2 separate regions of the Mus musculus genome follow, and region 2 is linked to region 1. A link is a contact called in public Hi-C data. All regions are on one chromosome and are shown on one strand. Each heading gives the region's core, a stretch centred on a gene start, on an enhancer-like site or on the middle of the called end of the contact. The rest is flanking DNA. Distances are from core to core; before and after follow the strand shown. Region 1 overlaps Grhl2 (grainyhead like transcription factor 2). Region 2 holds the start of Ncald (neurocalcin delta).

The links. Hi-C and Micro-C count contacts between places; a contact is called where the count stands out from the background.
Region 2: a Hi-C map of cerebellum shows a contact between it and region 1, with 1.8 times the contacts expected there. The contact joins the promoter of Ncald here to the enhancer-like site in region 1. A contact is called at or near these places in 9 of 484 Hi-C or Micro-C datasets (the HL-1 cell line, cerebellar granule neurons, cerebellum and 4 more), 3 of 115 datasets of contacts at active chromatin or transcription factors (T-cell acute lymphoblastic leukemia, effector CD8 T cells and memory CD8 T cells) and 1 of 9 other capture datasets (adipose tissue).

The regions. Positions count from the first base shown.
Region 1 is chr15:37,344,322-37,350,224 of GRCm38.p6, forward strand. Grhl2 (grainyhead like transcription factor 2) reads left to right here. Exons shown (of 16, transcript NM_026496.4): 13 at 332-426; 14 at 3,448-3,533. Among named protein-coding and RNA genes, the nearest start is that of 4930447A16Rik, 78 kb to the right of the region's middle. Within about 2 kb of position 2,565, at least 48 of the 459 cell types and tissues checked have an H3K27ac peak or open chromatin away from gene starts, as enhancers often do. A contact at or near this core is called in T-cell acute lymphoblastic leukemia, cerebellum, effector CD8 T cells and 2 more, where this site is marked.
Region 2 is chr15:37,458,034-37,463,854 of GRCm38.p6, forward strand. It overlaps Ncald (neurocalcin delta), which reads right to left and starts at 1,349. Exons shown (of 4, transcript NM_001170868.1): 1 at 1,184-1,349.

The sequences.
Region 1 (5,903 bases), core at 1,315-3,814:
CCCTCCCCTTTCCAGAGCGCATCTGGAATGCACAGGGACTTTGCAAATGCAGAGCTGTCACAGCTGGCCCCTCAGAGAGTGCTCAGGGGAAAACGCCACCATCTTCCAGGCGGGAGGGCTGGAGTCCTCTGTGGGGAGAGGAAAGGACAGGAGGTTGGGTTGAACCTCCCACTGTGGCAGTTAGAAAAGGGAGAACTGTAGGAAATCAGGCCAGTCCCCAACAGAGGTCTAGCCTGTGTCATCTCCTGCCGTGACTTGGTGTGAACTGGGGAGGACTCCCCTCACTGTGACACTCCTTGTGTATTTATTCATCTCTGTGTGTCCTCTCCAGCAGCAGCGTCCTTGTTAAGCGGATGTTCAGGCCCATGGAAGAGGAGTTTGGTCCAACACCGTCTAAGCAGATCAAAGAAGAAAACGTAAAACGAGGTATCTCTCCGTTCCGACTGGCCACTGACAGGGCTTCGGGCAGGCAGGCTGACCTGCTGTGAAGAACTCACTCCCTGTGACAGAATCATTGCTAATCCTGGTGGGCTTTTCCTCACATTGGAGGCTACAGGCTTTCTCTTGCCTTAGGGGAGCAGTTATGTATCTCCTGGCCCATCCAGCAGTGAGGTACACAGTTCAGAGGAGACTGCCTGTGTGTGTGGCTGTGCCTTCCCCATGAACCAGTGATTCGGAATTATTCCATAGACAGAAACGGTTACAATAGGTTGGGCCCGCCCATATGTGATGGTGGCCCCCAGCTTGCCATCACGAATTTTAACCTCCGTTGCTTGGTGCCTCTTCCTTCCTAACTACTTAGGGTTGGGGCAGCGTCACACTGGTGACTGGTGTGCACTTGTACATCACCTACTCAATTACAGGCTGGAGCCAGTCCAACAACTGCTTTTCAGAGCTTGTGGAACTGGCACCCACATTGCCACTAGAAATTATCTTGGGCTGTAATTAAAGATTAAGGTAAGGTTTCTGAAACTGCACAGACAGACAGAGGGCACTGTGACCTACCAGCAGTAAGGAAATCGCTGGTCCCCGTCCCCCCAAGAGGATCTCTTTGGAGAAGGATGGAGAAGTCACTGGGCTCCTTGCTTGGCACTCTGAGCCTGTACTTGGCCCTACTGGTCATTTGTCAGCTTCCCAAAACCATCATTACTGTCTGTTTTTCCTTGGCGGCCACTTGTCAGGGTGGCTGCACACGAGGCTGCCTGGGATGTTTGGTGGTTGTCTCTGCTGTGGTTGGCAGGATGGTTATTACCGTTGCCACACCACAGAACAGAGCTAATGAAAACTGACTCTCTGGCCAAGCCCTCTAAGTGTGTGGAGCCCAGCACACCCTCCAGGATAGCTGTCAGCAAGCCCAGCTGGAACTGCCCTGCCAGTCTGCCGCCGCACCCCCCCCCCCAAAAAAGAACCAACAGACTTGAGCACTTTCCAGTCCCCCCCCCCCCCCGGAGTAATATCAAAGACAATGGCTTGAACAGAGGCTATTTATAAGTAGTGCTCATTTTAATAGAATGTAATCGCAGGTTTCCCAAGGGTCAACCCAATGGAAATTGCTTTTTCCACTCTTTTTGTTGTTGAGAGCTTCTGGAAGAAATTACAGAATTTCCAGCAAATAATAGCCATCAGCTAGCTCTTCTTGAATTTAGTTTTCCTTATCTGGATGTAACTGGGCTCTGCATCCTATATTTTTCTGTATATTGTTCACATCCTCTCCGTTTATGATAGCCTTTGGGTTACTAGGTAGTTTTAATTGACGTGTAGACTCTACAGTATTGCTTCAAGGGGCTAAATGTGAAAAATTTTTGGCGACGTGGTCAGCCTTAATTGGCACTTCATTTTTATATTTGATAAAGAAAAAGAAAGCACTGCACTGCCCAAGTCTTTCTTCCTCCCTCCCGCTCTCCTCCTTCCCTATATTCTAACCGAACATTCTTTGGGCAGAATCCCTGTCAATGTGGCTTTTATAAGCACAGATTTAAGCAAGCCTTTGGGATGGAGCGGGAGGGAGGGAGAGGGAGTGTCGGGTGTGGGTCTAGCTGATTTCATTTTTCAGTTCTGCTTTTGTTTCTCTGCTGATGGTGATGGTCACTGGATTAATATCAGGATTATTGTTGAGATATAGGCTCATCAGTGTTTTGGGTTTTTTGCTTTTTTTTTTTTTTTTTTTTTTTTTTTTTGTCCTGGGCAGTTGTTTTCCTTAGTGTGGACAGATGAGGGGTTTCAGCTTTTTCTTCCCCTGGAAGGGAAGTTAAGTTATGTCTGCTGCTAGAAGACAGAAAGAGCAGTTCTCCCTCTGGGATGGCAGGACTGAGTGATGGCGGCCAGTTGATTTTCCGGGTGCTGACTTCTCAACATGATGGCACAGTAGGAGGACTCCGTGACCAGGAGAAGCAGCGCCAAGGGTGGCCATGTCTGTGGGGCCCAGCTGGTACATCTGTGCCTCCCTGAGGTCCGTCTACATCGGTCAGATCTGCGGTCTCTGCCATCCTGGCTCAGTCTGCACACTCTCCAATTCAGAACTTGTAGAGAAAGGAATAGAACACCATGGCCCAGCTTGAAGGTTCAAAAACCACAACCACTTCCTGTCAGCTTCTGTAGGTTGAAGACTGGGTCTTTATCTGTGTGCGGGGCCTAGACCGAGCCTAACACACGGATCTTATTTCACAGAACCGGCAGGCAACCCTATGTGCTAGTTCCTAGTGTCTGTCTCACAGATAATCTAGGCATGGAAGCCTAGATTACACTCAGAGCTGTGATTCGCCACATCCTAAGTTCTTCCTGGACTGTCCCCTTCCAGGCCGTTACTCGAGGTCGTCTGCCAGCCTAACCCTTCTGGTGACTTACCTTTCTAGACAACCACTCCTACGGTCTTCACAATGCCTTAAGCCCCCACTTTTGGGCACTCTCACCTCTGCAGGACCTGGCTGAAAGTATTGTCTCTTGCTTTTCCTTCATTGCTTTCTCAAGCCTGCCTGTCTCTCCTAGTGGACCACAAACTCCCTAAAGGCATAGACTGGGGTTAACTAGCTCTGTGCTGCAAGCTCAGCTCTTGGTATACACAGCTTGTGGCACCTAGGCGCCTTCAGTGGTATTCACCGAATGAGCAAATATGCAAATATAAGTTACAGGAAAGAGTGGTCATAAAGAGACCATGTGCCCCACCCGAGAAACTCAAGTATGGATACAGGCATGAGAGCATGTACATCCCAGTAGTCATTAGCCTGTTGGCAGAACAGGTGATGTCAGCCTGACGTCCCACGTGACAGGAAGCAGAGTTCAGGTGATGTCAGCCTGACATCCCACGTGACAGGAAGCAGAGAGCAGGTGATGTCAGCCTGACGTCCCACGTGACAGGAAGCAGAGAGCAGGTGATGTCAGCCTGACGTCTCACGTGATAGGAAGCAGTCCCAAGCCTTAGTTCACTCTGGTCTTTCCGTTCTCTTGCAGTGCTTTTATATGTGAGGAAGGAGAACGATGACGTCTTCGATGCTCTGATGCTGAAATCACCCACGGTGAAGGGTCTGATGGAAGCGGTAAGCCACAAGCCCAGCCCCCGTAGACGCCATGAGCCCTGCCCCGTTCACCCGGCCAGAATTTATTTAGTGCAGTGCAGCCACCAGGGTGGCTCCAGCATGAGCTTTTGAAAGAAAATGAAGAGTTGAGGTCTTTGGAAATCTCTACCTCCGGACAGGGTCTTGATGCGCATGCTCAGATACACTCTTGGTTGGTTTCAGAGTAATCATCCGAGTCAGCTGCTGCAGAGGAGGGGTAAAGTGAGGTTTTTATTTATCTGTTTGCACAAAGCCAGATTAGGTGCACATGGCTTCCAAATATACACAAACCAAAAAACTACAAAACCAATACACTATGGTAACATATTCCAATGTGAAGAGGACACGTGGGTTAAGGGGGAAGATGTGTTGTAGAACTATGGTGGCCGGAATTGATTCTCCTCTTCTCATCGCTGACCTAGAGCAGGGCTGGTAGCACAGCCGTGGGGAAACTGTTTTATTCACACACTCTTGACCCCCAGCTTCAACCATGCCATGGGTATGAGCCACGTTCTCACACTTGCCTTGGGTATGTATGGCTGTGTAGCAGAACATACGGGTTTTCTTTTTCTTTTTTCCTTCCTCCCTTCCTTCCTTGCTCTGGCCCCGTTTCTTCCCTCCCAGAAGTGGAAGGATAAGATTTATTTTATGTATGTGAGTACAATGTCACTCTCTTCAGACACATTGGAAGAGGGCATCAGATCTCATTAGAGATGGTTGTGAGCCACCATGTGGTCGCTGGGATTTGATCTCAGGACCTCTGGAAGAGCAGTCAGTGCTCTTAACTGCTGAGCCATCTCTCCAGCCTGGACATAAGGGTTTTATAGTGATAGAGACTCCAGCAGTGTCTCTTGCCACTCCTGGTAGACAGCTGGTCTGAGACAGGTTCTGATGAGGAAACATTTGGGCTCATGGCCAAACACTGCAGCTTGTGAGAGAGTTCCTATATGTAGAGCCACACCATGCGGTCACCTGCCAATCACTTTCGACTTCATTCTTTCTTACAGTCAGCAGAGTAATTGTTCATAGTATGGACACACATTTTTTTTTTCATTTATTCAGCTCACAGACTACTGGCTTTTTCCTTTTTGAGGGGGGAGGGGCTGTTGTGACTGCGCTACCGTGAACATCAAGGGGCTAGTTTGTGTTTGGGTATCTGTCTCCAGTTCTTTGGGAGTATATGGAGAGAGAAAGCAGGCCAGTGGTTGCCATGGGCTGGGGAGCAGGAGGTAGAACCTGCGTGTCCTGTGGGACTGATGGGGGTGCTTTAGAACTCGAGAAAGCAGTTGTGAAACACTGAATGTATTATGATTGCTTATCTCCAGCTCTTACTGATAAATATGAGAGTGTGGCTGCTGCAGGTTTCATGTCCCCAGGTCACCCTGAGCAGAGCAGCAGAGGGAGGGCTTGGTAGCTTCATGTCTGTCATGACCTGTGGAGGAGCATTGATTTCTGTTCCACACAAGCCAGGAAACAAATCCAGAAGTAAATGCAAGGAAGCGTATGGAATATAGCCCTCCTAATGAAACAGGATTTTTCTTATTGTTTGTTTTTTGTTTGGAGACCAAGTTTCACTATGTAGCCCCAGCCAGCTTGGAATTCATTGTGTAAACAATGATGGCCTATATAATTCAGAGCCCCACCTGCCTCTGCATCATGAGCACCAGGACTAAAGGCTTACGCCGCCTCGCCACCACCACCACCACCATCACCACCACCATCACCATCACCACCACCATCACCACCACCATCACCACCACCATCACCACCGGATTCTGATTTTATACTGATAAGGAGCAGATATTGCAAAGGGGTCTAGAAGGGACGAGCCAAGAGATTTATGTATGTATGTATGTATGTATGTATGTGTGTATGTATGTATGTATGTATTTATTTAGGTTTTTTGAGACAGACTTTCTCTGTGTAGACTTGGCTATGCAGGAACTGGTTCTGTAAACCAGGCTGACCTGGAACTTACAATAGAGATCCACTTGCCTCTGCCTCCCAACTGCTGAGATTAAAGGCGTGCTTGATTACCACCTGACTGAACCTAGATTTCTTTTTTTTTAATGACCTTGCAGTTGCTAAAGGATGAACAAATGGCCTACAAAAGTCTGTAAAATATTAAGATTTGTCGGGGTGTGGTGGCGCATGCCTTTAATCCCAGCACTCTGGGAGGCAGAGGCAGGTGGATTTCTGAGTTTGAGGCCAGCCTGGTCTACAAAGTGAGTTCCAGGACAGCCAGGGCTACACAGAGAAACCCTGTCTCGAAAAACAAAAACACAAAACAAAATTAAGATTTCTTTGAACAGCACTGGCCATTTCCATACCCCAGTCTGGCTTTTAAGAGCA
Region 2 (5,821 bases), core at 99-2,598, 110 kb after region 1:
GTCCAAACAATGTATTATTTCTCCAAACTAAAATATAACTATATCATCAACCTACTGACTGCATATATCGAGTGGAGCCAGTCTATCTATGCTCCTTCAAATGCTGGTTCTATTTCAGATGGCTGTCTAAAATACGCCTCGTTTCTGTTAAATCTGTAAGATCTAGAAACCTGTTTATCCATCTAGGCTTCTGTTTGCTTCAGAACCTGAGGTTTCCTTGAAACTTGGAGCTGCAGAAGGAGCTAGCAGAACCACAGCAATGCACACACAACAGCCGGAGCAATCCTTGCTCATCAGTTACCAAATCACTCACACAAGACCTGGAGCAAATTTTTATCGAGCATCCTCAATCTACATTTCAGTTAGGGAAGACCTCACATCAATGCATATTTAGTTCCAGGCTAGTTTCTTCTCAAGATAATTACTTTTAAGAATAAAGATCAGAACCAGCTTACAGGACTCCTTAGAAAAGGCCAGTCAGTCCCTCCTCTTCACCAGGGTTTTCAGAGAGAGCGAGCCACAAAATAGCACTTCACAGTAACACCCACAAAACAACCACACGCACACACATAAAGGTTCCACCCCGACTTCCTTGGCATATTGCAGATTCTTTTCTCTAAACAGGAAGCTGTTGACAGTTCCCCTCTTATTTACAGAGTACCAAAAGCCCCCTTTACAATAATAACCACAACTTTCAAAGTCTAGAGTCTTTTCTCACGGTTCCCATTGTTGCTAATTATACATGCTGCAAATGAGGTAGAAACCAAATTCCAGACTGCTGTGGGCTGACGCAGAATCAGCAGCAGCAACAAGGAAAAGTTAGCTGCTCCCTCCAAGGCGGTGCTGGAGTTACCAGACCCCAAACAACACTGAAGGAGGGATTCCTAGAATTCAAGGGAGCAAATTTGGCTCACGCTGCAAAATGAGAATTTCTAAATAATGTATGTTAGCAAGCATTGCGCAAGAAAGATTACATTTTAACCTACTTCATGGAACACTAATCCAAATTTAACCAAGTTCCAGAGACTGCCTGAAATTCGTGACTGGAAGCTGCTTCACATTCTTTGGCTCCGTTCGTCAGTAACTGCTCTTGAAGGCAAAGTTGTAGGAGGTTAAGAGGGGAGGGAAAACCATCAGGGGCTGTGAAACCACGTAACTCCTGTGTATAAAGCAAACCGATTACCTCACGCTGAAGAAGTGGGGGTTTAGTAGTCCATGCTCCTGCAGCCCCTGGGAAGCAACAACCACAGCTGTAGGGACAGCAACAGCGGCGGCGGCGGCAGCAGCAGCAGCAAGGTCCAGCATCCACCAGATTCTCACAAGCCTTTGACTGTGCGGACTCAGCCACAGACTCTGCCTCTGGCTGACGTCAAAGTCCCTGTCACATGGCCAGATAAAAGCCAAGAGAGCATTGGTTGTCGTAGCAACCACAGACTGGCTCTGAAATTATTTCAATAGGTCATCTGTCACTGATGTGTGTGCTCGTGTGTGTGCATATCTGTGTGTGCATGTATGTATACACATGGATTGCAAAACCATTGTGAACAGTGCCCGGCAGATAATTTCAACCCTCAAAGTTGTGACTCACGAGTGCCTGCAACTTTCATCATTAAAGCCTGCTTGTCCTTTCTCTGGTTGCCAGAAAATGCATGCTGTGACCCTTAGTCTTACTATCACAGCACAGAGCCCCTCCCCCTCCAGTCAAAAAAAGAAGCTGAAAACATTCATGAGGTGGTTTTCTTAGTGAATTAAATTCCCCTCTAAATAAACTGAGAGAAAACAGCTTTCAAGAGATTGTTGGTGGAAAAACTGTATATTCTTGAAACTGAATCCTCATCGGTGTCCCGAGAGCATGCCGATGAAAGATGGTGTGGCTGAAGGAGCCTGACAGGAAGGAAGCATGCTGCAAAAAGCAGGGTAGATAAAGCCAAGTCGCATGCCACCTAAGATTCCTTGCAAAAATGATGACCAGAACACTTCCACAAGGGCACAACTTTAGAAGGACCTGGAGATGATGAGAAAAGGGGCCAGACCCCTCCGCAGGTCCCACACTCTACCCTCCCACGATTCTCTGGTCCATAACGGACTGAGGGAGTTTCATGTTGAGTGACTGGTTCGGCATCCCACAGATGGAATCTCCCTACCACAGAGGAGTCAACAGTGCAGCCCACCTGTTCCCAAATTACAGCTTCATTGCCTTCAGGGACACGTTAGCTGATCTTTAGCTCTGTGTGAGTGCTTATGACCCAGTTCGTTCTCATTCTTAATTAACAGGAAGCCAATTAAACAAAATTGAGTAAAACCCATAGGAAGGCATTATGAAAAACCCATTTAGAAAATGTGGACTCATTCAAAAAACAAAGGAGCTGAAAGGTGGGGAGAAGAAAGAGGTGGTGTGCCTGGGTCATTAGGACTATACACAGACACAGTCACACACACACGCACACGCACACACACACACACTGCGCCTGCACGTGCAAGCATACAAACATGTGCACACACACATAAATGCATGCACACACTCATATTCATATGTGTAACACACTCACACATGTGTGCATACACACACTATGAGATATGAGTGACTCTGTGGCCAACTGGTTTTGTTCTGTGACTCTGTCTTCAGTAGAATAGAAGCTGATCTTTCACAGGACTAATGGCCTATCTGCTTGGCCACAGAAGCATCCCGTTCCCCCATTCCATCTTCCATGCTAGCTCCAATGAAGAGAGAGAATGGGTTTTTATTGGAAGTTATTTTTCTGATGCTATTGGTTGTACCGTGGCAAATGTAAAGGCAAAGTGTAAAGTTAGATTCTTTACTTTCAGACTGAAGACAGTCAGGAATGGACCTACTTGTTAGAATGACAGCAGCTGAACCCAGTGTCTGTGCAAATTGGTTTGAATGCCTTATAAGGGGCAGACTTAAGCAACAGGTCTATTTTCTAGACTTGTGTTCTACATATAATTCTGGTTCTCTGTTTAGGAGTGTGGGTCCTTGCTCTGGGCTGGGAGGGAGGAAGGTGTAGGAAGGGAAGTGTAGGTGTCCAGGGATCAAGTTCTCCCTGCTGGCTGCCTGACTTGACTTAGCCCAGGCTCTGAAGCTATGCTGCCTTGTCAATCGTTTCTCCATTTTATTCAGTTTAATATCAAGAAAATAAAACTGCAATGTCACCCTCTACCAGTAGGTGGTGTCCTCTGAAGCAAGACATTCTCAGAACCTCTACATTTCAATACTTTAAACAAATTTGTTTATTCTGAGTCTCCTATCATGTTTATAAGTATGCTTCACTGTACATAGACTTAGGTTTAAATTGCTGGCAGGTTAGGTAACCACTGGACCGTTATTCACCACTAGAAGATGTGTGTACGTAGACCTATTTCCTGTAGCATGCACCCAACCCTCAGCCACCCATTCTCCTCTGTAAACCACATAGGATTGAGTTTTTTGCTTACATATAAGGAAGGGAGCAGTCTTCTGTAGGGTTAAAACCATAGCATGATCTCCTTGGAGCTCAGACATTTGGCTAATTAGTTTAAGGTAACAGGCAGCACACAAGCGCCTTCGCCCACGACACTGCCTTACACTGAATATGTGTCATCTCTTTTTTCTGAATGCCAGGTCATTTTTGAGGTTAAAATGACTCACCTGTTTTTAAAATATGCACTCAAACACAGGTCTCCCTGATAATTTTACTTGCCACAAACGAAGGCAGGTCCAACTATTATTATTCTGACTGTTTTGCCAGCAACACGGGGTAAATGCCACTGAATGAGCTTCGCGTGCATCAACTAGCACATGCTTTGAGCTGTGAGGAGATAATTCTAGTCAGCCCGAAACCCCCCAATACTGCTAGGCAGTGATGTCAGGGCCTCTACTGTCTTAGCATCAGTGGGAGGCTCTGTATCTATTCTTGCAGCTCTCTGCCTCAAATCTTATCTCTTATGATTGGACCTTGGTCAAGTTATAAAAGTGCCCCTAGCAGCAGTGCCCACATGACAAGGTTGTTGAATTACAAGGGAAATAGATGATACAATTTGGACACCTGCCACAGGGCAGGGGCTCAATGTGTCTGCCAGCTCTTGTTTATCTGCCCAGCTCGGATGCTCGTCTGAAGACCTTCAGGGCAGGAGTCTTATTTTTATGATGCCAGTGGTTAGAACAGAGCCCAGGCACAGCAAGGGCTCACGGATGACTCATGGATTAGGGAAAGAATGCGGAGCAACAGGAACACAAGATGCTTTTCTTTTTCAAATAACATGGAAGAGAGGCTTTCTGTGAGCCCTCTACAACCAATGAGGCAGAAGGGAAAAACAGAAGACAAAAGTGTTGAGTTCTCACGAAATCTTCTAACAATGGATGGTTCCAAGTAAATCAATCTAACCCTAGCTAAGTCACGAGTAAGTTATATGCTGACATTCCTTACTGGGTCTGCCACTGGTATCAAACCCAGGTCCTTGTGATCGATGCAGAGTACTCTATCAAATGAATTATAGGCTCCTAGTTTTAATTTTTTTTATGAGGGGGAGAAAGATTTTCAGCATCCAGGAATTGTAGAGTCTTTATCTAGCTTTGTTCTAGGAGTAATAAGACACAGGGAAAAATAAAATGAGGAAGATTTGGATGAAGGAAGATGAGTAAGGTGAGACAGTGAAAAGATTAACAATAAAATGATCCCCACGTCATGGTGACCACGGTGGGCTCACACGTGTAGCCACAGGCACTGGGGATTTGCTTCCTAGCATTCGAACTAGAACTAGCATGTATTCAAGCAATGTTATCACAGAGGTAACAGTAACACCCATTGTTTTGAAAACGTGCTTGAACACATAAGAGGATGCTCACAGTCAGCTATTGGATGGATCACAGGGCCCCCAATGGAGGAGCTAGAGAAAGTATCCAAGGAGCTAAAGAGATCTGCAACCCTATAGGTGGAACAACATTATGAACTAACCAGTACCCCAGAGCTCGTGACTCTAGCTGCATATGTATCAAAAGATGGCCTAGTCGGCCATCACTGGAAAGAAAGGCCCATTGGACACGCAAACTTTATATGCCCCAGTACAGGGGAACGCCAGGGCCAAAAAGTGGGAATGGGTGGGTAGAAGGGTATGGGGGACTTTTGGGATAGCATTGGAAATGTAATTGAGAAAAATACGTAATAAAAAAAAATATTAAAAAAAAAGAAAGAAAGAAAACGTGCTTGAAAGACCTTACAGAGTTACAAAGGCAGCTTTAAGTTCAAGATCGACGATAGAAGAAAAACAGAATGTCTTGGTCTGCTTGTGCGGTAAAAACTAAATACCAATAACACACCTGCTTATAAATAACAGGTGACTATTGCATAGTTGTAGAGTCTGGGAAGTCTAAAAGCAAGATGCCAGCTCATTCACAGAGAACACCCCACAAGGGTTCTGCATTCAGGACTCAGCCACCTCAGCCAGGTGTTCATGTGTGCACAGGAAGACCAGGAGATGACACAGCATCCTCTCTTGCTTACTGCCTTATTCCCTTGAGGCAGGGTCTCCTACAGAGCCTTGGAGCTTGATTGTCAGTTAGGCTGGCAGCCAGCAAGCCCCAGCAGACTCCACTCTTTCCCTGCCTTCTCTCCAAGAGTTGGGGTTACACATATAACTGTTTTTGGGCCTTTTCTAAGTGTGTGTGTGTGTGTGTGTGTGTGTGTGTGTGTGTGTGCTGTGAACATACTTACCCATTCAGACATCTCCCAACCCCAGTGATTGGACTCTCAAGTGATGTGGAGTTTTTAAAAATGCTCAGAAACTAAAAAAACAAAACAAAACAAAACAAAAAACCACACACACA